Linked DNA regions of Sus scrofa: region 1 is linked to region 2. Evidence: chromatin contacts called from public Hi-C data. All regions are on one chromosome and are shown on one strand. Each heading gives the region's core, a stretch centred on a gene start, on an enhancer-like site or on the middle of the called end of the contact. The rest is flanking DNA. Distances are from core to core; before and after follow the strand shown.

The links. Hi-C and Micro-C count contacts between places; a contact is called where the count stands out from the background.
Region 1: a contact with region 2 is called in a Hi-C map of mesenteric adipose tissue, with 1.8 times the contacts expected there. The contact joins the promoter of INTS12 here to the promoter of AIMP1 in region 2. A contact is called at or near these places in 2 of 47 Hi-C or Micro-C datasets (heart right ventricle and mesenteric adipose tissue) and 1 of 2 datasets of contacts at active chromatin or transcription factors (skeletal muscle).

What each region holds. Positions count from the first base shown.
Region 1 is chr8:116,028,457-116,033,628 of Sscrofa11.1, forward strand. INTS12 (integrator complex subunit 12) reads left to right here and starts at 3,408. Exons shown (of 7, transcript XM_021101712.1): 1 at 3,408-3,546. It overlaps GSTCD (glutathione S-transferase C-terminal domain-containing protein), which reads right to left and starts at 3,420. Exons shown (of 12, transcript XM_021101711.1): 1 at 3,174-3,420. The coding sequence starts at 3,375.
Region 2 is chr8:115,474,643-115,479,796 of Sscrofa11.1, forward strand. It overlaps AIMP1 (aminoacyl tRNA synthetase complex interacting multifunctional protein 1), which reads right to left and starts at 2,028. Exons shown (of 7, transcript NM_001114283.1): 1 at 1,991-2,028. The coding sequence starts at 1,992. TBCK (TBC domain-containing protein kinase-like protein) reads left to right here and starts at 2,134. Exons shown (of 26, transcript XM_021101700.1): 1 at 2,134-2,615.

The DNA.
Region 1 (5,172 bases), core at 2,158-4,657, 560 kb after region 2:
CCTGGTTGTGAAACTTAGTAGCAAGCAATGTAAAACATTTCTGTGCTTTAGTTTTCTCATTCACAAAATGAGGTAATGACAGTATTTATGATATGTTACGAGAACCAAACAATACCTGTCATATTAGTAAGCTCCTAAATAAATACTATTATTATTTATTTATAATTCATCCCCAAATTCCTTATCGATTGACAGTGTTAAAAAAATTATTGATTATGCTTTATATCTCCAAACTGCTCAAGAAAAGTAGAGGATTCATGCTGAATTGAAAAGGTTTTCTCCAAACAAATATTGAAAAAAAAAATCTGTTTGCTACTGAGACTGAAAGCCAGGGAGTCACAAAATGCCAGAATATAAATGTGATACCCTAAGAACACTTTGTTCAACACTGCTTATATTATACAGAATAAATCTTTCAGAGCAGATTACAAATATGAAAAATTACAAACTCCTGTTTTTCTTAAAGATTCAAATTTAAATTTAAACCAACTGAAATTTCCTACTACATCAAATGTTCAACATTATGAATATTAGAACTTAGCTCATGTTTTATAGACAAAAATAACCATATTTGGTTGCAAACCTCATTCTATTTTCTTTTAGTAATATAGATTTAAAAAGAAAGGCTTGGAGTTCCTGTTGTGGCGCAGTGGAAACAAATCCAACTAGGAACCATGAGGTTGTGGGTTCGATCCCTGGCCTTGATCAGTGGGTTAAGGATCTGGTATTGCTGTGAGCTGTGGTGTAGGTCACAGACACGGCTGGGATCCTGCGTTGCTATAACTGTGGCGTAGGCTGGCAGCTGTAACTCTGATTGGACCCCTAGCCTCGGAAACTCCATATGCCTCAGGTGCAGCCCTAAAAAGCAAAAAAAAAAAAAAAAAAAAAGGCTTGCCCCTACAGAGTTAGATAGCAACTTACTACCTATTTAATACCTAGATATTAAAAGTTAAACAAGAAAAGAAAAAAAAAAAAAAAAAAAAACAAGCTATTACAGTGCTCATTACATGTAAAGATACATACTGTTAAGGTTTAGAGGATAAAAGCCTATGATTAAAATTAGCTATTTTCTTATCTGGGCAAGAAGTGAAAAAAAAAACAATGTTTGAAAGTAAAAAAAAAAAAAAAAACTTACTATAACTTCAGCCATAAAGGAAGTGTGTCATCCTCTCTCTGGAGAATGAGAGAATCATCTGTTGCCATAGAATCATAATGCTGCAGCTAAGACTGACCTCATAATTAACAGAGATCCAGAGCATGAAACACTAACGTGTTGGAAACATCAGCAAGCCCGAAATATAATTACTGAATCCCCACAGCAAACGATACTTATGCTTATTATGAACTAAATGGTTTAAATCCTTGTTTCCCATGTACCACTCATAACAAAATTAGTAGGCTACTTTAAAAAGCTGAACATAAAAACAACAAAACAACATATGCTAAGGAACTGTATATGCTACAGATGTTTTAATTGACTAGCCTCAGAATTTGTTGTTTCAAGGTCTGCTAAATTGTTGCTGTTAGAAAATCCAATTAGATACACAGTTATTCTTATTTCAAATGGCAGTGGATACAAAAGCTACAAAGTAAACACGGGTTAAAATAAAAGCAAAATCAAACCCCACAAAACACTTGATGAACCCACTACTATATAAAAAGTTTAAGTTCGAATTTTGTTTAAAGCAAACAGGTAAGAGAAGTGTAAAAAAAAAATTTCTTTTCAAATCTCACTGACTTTCTCGCAGATTTATTTTGGAAGTTAGGCCTCTTAAAACAATGCCTTCAAACAATTTCAAATAATGAGTATGCTTAAGGCAATCATCTCAGTAGAGTATATTCTCCACCAGGTAGTTAAAAAAAGTCCCAGAGCTTAATGTTGGATTTATTAAATACAACAGCAAATCAATCAATTGAATTTATAGCAAAGAATTTATTTTCATAATATTTAAATGGCCATGGTTAATGTTTATATTGTCACACCACTAGTCTTGCCAGCTTTTGCATTTTTCTCCTTTAAACACTGTTCCTAGATAAGCTTAGAAAAATGTAAACATACTCTACCTTTCTTAAATAATTTAGCACAAGATCTATTATTAAATGTTGGCAAGAACTTATGACAAGGAATGGGCTCCCGGCATTAAGAGATCATGACCTTAAGAGTATCGGCGGAGTTCCCATTGCCGCGCAGTGTAAATGAATCTGACTAGTATCCATAGGATATGGATTCAATCAGTGGGTCGCAGATCCCACCTTGCCCTGAGTGGTGGTGTAGGTCACAGACTTTGCTCGGATCCTGAGTTGTTGTGGATTAGGCTGGTGGCTATAGCTCAGATTCCACCCCTAGCCTAGGAACTTCCATATGCCTAGACTGTGGCCCTAAAAAGCAAAAAAAAAAAAAAAAAAAAAAAAAAAAGGGGGGGAATAAGGGGAAAAGGAGTTCCCGATGTGGCTCAGCAGTAACGAATCCGACTAGTGTGCATGAGGACACTAGTCTGATCCCTGGCCTCAGTGGGTTAAGGATCCCATTGCTAGGGCTGTGGTGTAGGTCGGCAGCTGTAGCTTCCATTGGACCCCTAGTCTGGGAATTACCATATGCCAAGGGTGTGTCCCTAAAAAGCCGAAACAAACAAACAGTCACCTAATCCCAAACCAAGTAGAATTGGTGTGGGAAGTACGTGTATTAGTAAACGTTTCTGAAGTAAAAGCAATTTTCATGCAAGTTAAACCCAAACTTTCTATAGGAGTTTAAACCAAAGTGAAACGCTACTTTGATGGTAGTGCAGAAACAAATCGCCCAAAATGTAGGGGGTTCTTTGGAGCAACTGTTAGGTAGTATTCACATACTACTGCTTTCTCCAATGAGGAAGGGCTGGAATAGAAAACTCAGTAGAAAAAAAGATAAAAGTTAAAAGAGTGACCCAAGAGGTCTTAACTACACTTAGCAGCAAATGGCGAACGACCGAACAGACTGCTGCAACTGGAAGCTGCTCCTTTCCCCTTCAGTAAATGAAGCCATGGGGACTGGCCCTGGAAAAATTGCGAAGGGGCCCGGACCCCTCCACTCTTCCCGCCCTTCTTCGCATCGTCAACCCTGCCGGTCCCTGGATGAAAGAGGAGTCTTTGCAGGGTCTTGAGGACTGAGGAGCCGGCGGCGCGAGCGCCCTCCTTACCTGGTCGCAGAGGCGCGGCCAGGCAGGGAGGGTGCGTGAACGTGTCAACACTGGCCGCCAGCGCATTCCCGCCCCGCCCGAGCCGGGTTTCCCGAGGTCGCTTTAGGAAGTCTTCGCCTGCAGACCGCTCGCAGCTCCACGCGGCAGGGAAAAAAACAACAGAAGCAGCGCCGGGGAAACAGCAGCACCTGCCGTCATTCATAATCCGGCGCACCGGAAGAAGGTGGTTACGTCACTTCCTCCCGTCGCACAGTGAAAACGTTCCCCAGTCGACCCTGCTGCGGGAACTTTTGTTTTTCCGCTCTCCCGGCGGGCTAGTGCTGGGACCTGTTCGTCAGGCCACCGGGAACGGACGGAGCAGCGGGGCGGAGCGGTGAGTTGCGACGAGCCCCTCGGTTCCCAGCCGCCTCTGGGAGGCTTGAGACCTCCGCGAGGGGTGAAGTGGGACGGTAGTACTGTGCGGTCTTAGTTTCCTCGCCTCTTGTGAGGAAACTCATAATTTGCAGGCGGTCGAATGCCCAGTCTGACCATTCTCCCCTTACAGTTGGGGTCGTGCTTCCCCCGAAGGTTTTGCAGGCTGGGGTCAGCGGACCGAGGTTACAGCCCCAGGGATTGGGACCTTGGAACCCTGTCTCGGACCTTCCTCGGAAGGTTTTGGCGACTTCTCTGTGCAGCTCCCTCTGCCTCCTCTCATCTTCATTGGGCTCACTTGTCAAGACCCTTCCCGATGTTAGGCCTTCGGTGGGTCTTGCCTTTGATCAGAAGATTGATATTCCTTTTCTGAGTGTCGTTTTTCAGATTTTCTGTCGGTTGGTTGGTTTGGAATTAGGTTCTTTCCGCCTGTTGTCGTTTCCGGATGTGTGCCTAAGGTCATCAGTGTAATCCAGGGCCAAGATCCAGGAGGAATAAAAAGGGCAGTATCTTTAAAAGGGTATTTATTAGGATGAGTTGCATGAGTTTGCAAAGGGCAAAGCTTTCTAGAGCCGTTATTGAGGTGGCAACCCCAATATTGCACTCTGCCTGAATAGGTTCAGCTTCCTTCATCTCGTGCACGTGAAACTCCAACTTTGGACTTCTTTTAATGTTAGCTTGTAAGATAGATAATGGGATCTAGAGGAAAGCATATATTTATATATGAATACCCAATTTAGGTTGGAGAAATCACAGAAGCCCTAGAAAGTGACATTTAAAAAAACCCTAGTGCATTCACTCAACAAATATTTTTGAGAATATGTTAAATTCCAAGCACTAGGTATGTAACAGTTCTGAATAAAAGAATTCCCTTCTTGCATGGAGTTTACAGTCTAGTGGGGTTAATGAATTTAAATCACATGGAGGATTGGGTAGAGAGTAATGCAGATAGGAACATTGTACAAATCCCATGTCATGAAAAAGGTGTTTTCTGCTTTGTATTGTTTTTGCTTTTTTGATATTTGAGGGCTTGAGGTGGGATTGGGGGTGGGAGGAGTCTGGAGGGTGGTAATAGCTTTGAGTTTCTTTTTTGTTGCTTATTGCAGAGGGACTTTGGAAATGATTAGAATTGTGTAGAAGGAAAAAAACTATTATCCTTTGATCTCTAATAATTCTTTGGCCATTATTTTTTGGTACTTTACAAAATACAAACGTGATGGTAAAAAGATAGCCTTTCCCCTTAAAGTAGTCAGAGATTTATAGAGAATATAACAAATGTGCAAAAAAAAGAAAACAGAAAAAAAAAGACTGTGGTTCAAGGTAGAAAGTTCCAGTACCTTGAGAATGCACTCCAAGATTTCCCAGGGGAGGGCAAGATTATTATTATTATTATTTATTTATTTATTTATTTATTTATTTTTGTCTTTTGTCCTTTTAGGTCCGCACCAGCAGCTTATGGAGGTTCCCAGACTAGGGGTCCAGTCGGAGCTGTAGCTGCAGGCCTCCACCACAGCCACAGCAACGCCAGATCCAAGCTGCGTCTGCGACCTATACCACAGCTCACAGCAACGCATGATCCTTAACCCAC
Region 2 (5,154 bases), core at 778-3,277:
ATGATCACATATTCTAAGATTAATACCTTCACGTATAATTACAAATTTCTTTTTCCTGTGATGAGAACCTTCAAGATCCAATATCCTAGCTATTTTCTAATCTGCAGCACAGTATTAACTACAGTCACCATGCTGTACATTACATCCCTATAACATATTCATTTTATAACTGGGAATTTGTTCCTATTTTTGATTGTTTTTCTTCACTCACCAGAGAGGCTTCTTCCCCATTACTTATGAGGACACAGGGTATTCTGGAAGGTTTAAGGGATGGCAATGAGAGCATGGCTACAAAAAGACAGCCCATGTTTTTCAGATACTGTGGTCATTAACACAGAAAACCTTTCCAGTGATATAAGCTAAGATTTTAAAAGGGGTATGTGAAGGTCTCCTATAGCTCTCTTATAAAACAAGGTCATCTTTTACCTGACTCAGATTTTCTTCAGTAGGATTTAACCAGACCTTTCCTTTGGCACTCACCACTGTACTTTTTTCAATTCCTGTCACAGAACACAGTTAATAATATTAGCTATTACTTTAATGGGCCATGCATTGTCATTTCATCTCTACAATCTTATCTGGCACTATTTCTCTTCTATAGATAAACTCAGAGAAATTATGTAACTTGTCTAAATCCACTCATATATTAAATGGTAAAGCCATGACTTTAACTTGTGTTTGTTACTCCAAACCTCACAAAGTCATTTCTAAAGTGTTTCCCAAGCCTAATTAGAGAACATTAACTCACCATCCATTAATATGCTCATGCTCTAAATTAAGAGCACTTAGAATCTGACTGGCCATTTCTTACCAACCCTAGTTAAGCCATCATAATGTCTCCTATGGATTCCTGTAAAAGCCTCCTACCTGGTCTTCTTCCTTCCCCTCTATTTACTTAATTATGTTTTTGTTTTGTTTTGTTTTTTTTACCACCATACCTGTGGCAAATGGAAATTCCAGGAGGTAGGTTGGGGTCTAATCGGAGCTGCAGCTACAGGTCTAGGCCACAGCCACAGTCAGGCCAGGCCAGACCCAAGCCCATTCTGCGACTTACTAGGGAACTTGCTCCCACCGAGCGGGGCCAGGAAGGGCACCGCATCCTCACACTGTGTCAGGTTCCCAACCAACCCACTGAGCCCCACTGGGTACTCCACTTTGTTCTTGAGATCAGCCAGAAAAACCCTTTTTAAAAGGAAATCAGATTACATAACTTAACTAGTCAAAACTGTCCAAAGGCTTAAAATGCGCTGAAGATCCTTCATGACTCTCAGATTCTGTCTCCAGCTTTTACCCCTTCACTCAACTCTGACGTAAGGTTTCTTTGCTGTTCAGCAGAGATTTCTGCCCCATGGTCTTGGCAAAATCTATGCCTTATGACTGATTGCACGTCCCCAAAAATATCCTTAAGACTAATTCTCTTGCTTCTGACAGCTCTTAACTCGAGAGCCATCTTTTCCGTGTAACCTTCTCTGGTCACAATAAAATTCCGACTTGCTTTGCTACTTTTCTTTTCAGAACTCATTACGACCTAAGATATGGTATGTTTTCTTAACTTTGTTTAGTGTGTGTCCCCCTCAATAAAATGTGAATTACAGGGAGCCAGGAATTTTTGTCTGTTTCGTTCATTGCTTTGTATCAGAGCCTAAAACAGGGCTTGGACATGGCGGGCGCTAAGTAAGTTGTAGATTAAATTAATTCCTGTCACCGCCCTCCCCATCCCAGTTCTCTCTCTCTCAAATAAACATGTTTGTGCAATATCTTTTCCAGTAACATCCTTCCCCTTGACCTCGCATTCCATTTCCCAAACTTGGTTCCTTCAAAAGATCCCAGGCTCTTCCCTGGCTCCTCACGCCAAGAGTGGCGCCGCTGCGAGCTGACTCCCTCCTAGCACCTGCCGGCCGGGTTCTACCTCCCGAAGGCCAGTAAGGGAAAGGGGACTCCAAATGATCGTAATCCCCCTATCCCGAGACCCTCTGCGGAAAACACTCACATGAATTGGTGGACAGGGAACCCCGGCAGCCTCTGCCCGGAGCAGGAAGGGACTGCCTCCCGCTCACGACGGCAGTGAGAAAGGACCCAGTTAGGTGTCCCTGCTAAACGCCTTAGCGGTCCGCAGACTCGACAGCAAGCTCTGTGGCCCTCGTCCTGTGCGCAGCCACATCACACTCCCCGTCGCTCATTCCTCCAGCCAATAACGCCAACCCTTCTGCACCTCTTCCTCGATCGCTATATTTCGTCGCCAGGTTGGGCAAGAGGCAAGACGCCGGACGTCGGGGTCTTTCCTTAGAGTGCCCTCGCGGAGGCTGTGAGGTCAGAGGAAACGGCCTGGAAGAGCTGGGGCTTGGGCGAGACCTAGGAGCCGTCACCGGAAAGCGCCAGGCTCGCGTTCCTGGCCAGATTCCGAGCTGGCAACTCTGGCTGATTTAGCTCGTGGGCAAAGGGCAATCTCTGAGCTCCCGACATCCAGAAGCAGTGTCTTCTGTAGTAGCACCTTAAATGCGGAGCCCGGTGCCCTAAGCGATTAGCGGCAACACCAGCCACAGCGACAGCGCTGGGGCCCTGTGTAGAAGCTCCATCCCCTTGTCTTTGGTCAGCCTGCGTCCCCAAACCCAGAGGCAGGTATTTGGGTTTCCCAGTTTTCTGTGTCGTAGTGGGTGGGACTGTTGGGAATGTAGAGGAAGGTTAGGTGTAGCGAGTGGCCCTGCACTTGCGCCCGGAGTGATAGAAGCCACCAGTGCAGTTTGCTGGTTGCTTAGTACCTTCTCCTTCCTTACCTTCAGCCCGCCTTCCCGCTACACACTCGAGACCTCTGTGAACTGCTGGCAGCTTTTTGAAAGTAACCGCTGCCTGACTGTTGCAGGGGAAGTTTGCAAGAGGAGCTTAGAGAATGTGAAATCGGCTCTCCATTGCTCAGCAGAGATTCCAAACTCTTGCTTTGGTTGCTTTCTGGATTTCAGAGATTTAGTCATTTGTCAAGATGTGACATTCCCTTGTGCAGTGGAAGAATGTGAACAAATGAAAGTTGCTTTGGAATTGTCAGTGGTTGCTTTTCAAGGCCTCTTGTTCCTGTTTTTGTTTGCGACAGAGAGACAGCTTTTTGAAGGAAAGCATATAAAATAAGTGAAGTAGTATTAACCCATTGAAGAAATGTGTAAACTGTTTTATTCATAATGAAATAAGCATCTCTTGTCCTTTTTTTGACCCTTTTTTTCCCTTATTTGATCCATTTCCATTTTAAGTTCTTTGAGGGCAGATTTCGTGTCCTGATTTCCTGGTTGGTCCTGAAGCTAGAAAAACACCTGACTTAAAATAGGAACCTCAAAATATTTGTGGAATGAATGAATTTTCAAACCTAACTGCTTATGTTGTTTTTACTCAACTAATCTCTCACCTCAGCTATTTTTTTCCCACTGTTTTTTCCCCCACTCACCAAGTGTGAGCACATCCATGTGTGTGCATTGTTATGTATGAGCCATTTCAGGTGCACCATCTAAGACATAGTTGAAGCAGAACACTGATGAAATCATTCATGCTAGTTTTTTTAATCTTTTTGAATCATTTGCATTTTTTGTATTTTGTTATTTGATTTTTATTTGTCTAAGTGATCGAGGTGTCTAATCGAAGATCACATTATAGTATAAAAGGATTGCATAATAAAATGTAGCAGTTCAGTGTCCTCCTTCCCATCCTCAGTCACATTCCTTCAGAGCTAACCACTTAACGTTTTCTAATATTTAGGTCTGTGTGTTGGATAATAAGCTAAATTGCTAATTCTTTTTTTAAATTGACTTCTTAAGATAGCGCACACTACCACCATCTCTCTTCCCCCAATTTTAGGATAGTTCCCACAAATTTAGTTTTTGTATTGGTTAGTTTTATAATTTTAAACAATATATGTAAACAACTTTTTTCACATCAAAAAATTTTTTTCACATCAGAGTATTTTTTTGTTTTTTTCAACATCAAAAATATGCATATTTGACTCCTTTTTTTGGTAGACTGAGGAAAGTAGTGACTCTACCTTACCCTTTATCACTGCACAAATCATATTGATTCCCATCTTACTTTAGATGGAACTTTACTTAATACACTGTCAAAGTTAATAATAGTTACAAGATATTTCATAACTGCAATTGCCTTTTGCTTTATGTGCTAAAAACAAGTAAAATGCTACAATATTAATTATGTCTTTGTAAATAATCTGCAGTGCAGAGCCAAGCTTGCTATGATATATTTCCTTCCCAGTATTTTAATTTAATGACTTATGTGCCACACTCATGAGAAAATTTCTAATGTCAAATTGATTCTTCTTTCTCTCTGATATCAAAAATTATGCCATGGTTAAGTGTGCTTAATTTTTTGGATTATATATTTCTCATATAGTTTTTGACCCTTTTCACTTTTACAAAGGATTTTGTACTTTCTTTGAGGGAATGATGTATATGCTTTGTTCACCCCATCTTCTCACTCTGTGTGAGGAGCTTCTGTGCCATTTCTCTGCTTGAAGGCATTCCCCTTGGAGCCCACTTCCTTCTGCTTAGTTTGAACAGATTGTTTTCTAGTCCTTTTGTACAGCTTCTGTACTAGGTTATTTTCCTTGAATTCTTGAATAAGATACATTGATTCTTACATTGATTCTTAACCCTACATCTTTTATTACTTGTCTTTCTCCTCAGTTTTGATAGAATACCTCCTAAGGGAGCTTTTCATAAAAGATATGTGGATGGTGATTTTATTTTCTTTTTTAATTTTGTACAGCTATAAATTATTGATAGTTTGGCCATATATAGAAACAAAATTACAAATTTTCAAGTGTTCCTCATCTTTTAACTTCCATTACTGCTCATCAGAACATGAGAATGCCAGTGGGATCTTGATTTGTTAATGCCTAAACTATTTATTTTCTCTCTGAAATGATTAAACTTTTTAGTTATGCTTGATGCTTAGAAAATTTGTGGATGGCATGTCTTGGTATGAGTTTATTCTCCTTACAATGAACTCATTTAAAGAGCTAGTTTAAATATCTCAGTGTGGGTCTTTCTTTTTTTTTTATTTATTCATCTTGAAATTAGAAGCTTTTTAAATTTGAGGGTACATATGTCCCTTCAACTGCCAGGAATTTTCTCCTTTTGTATCTTTCATAATTTATTCTTC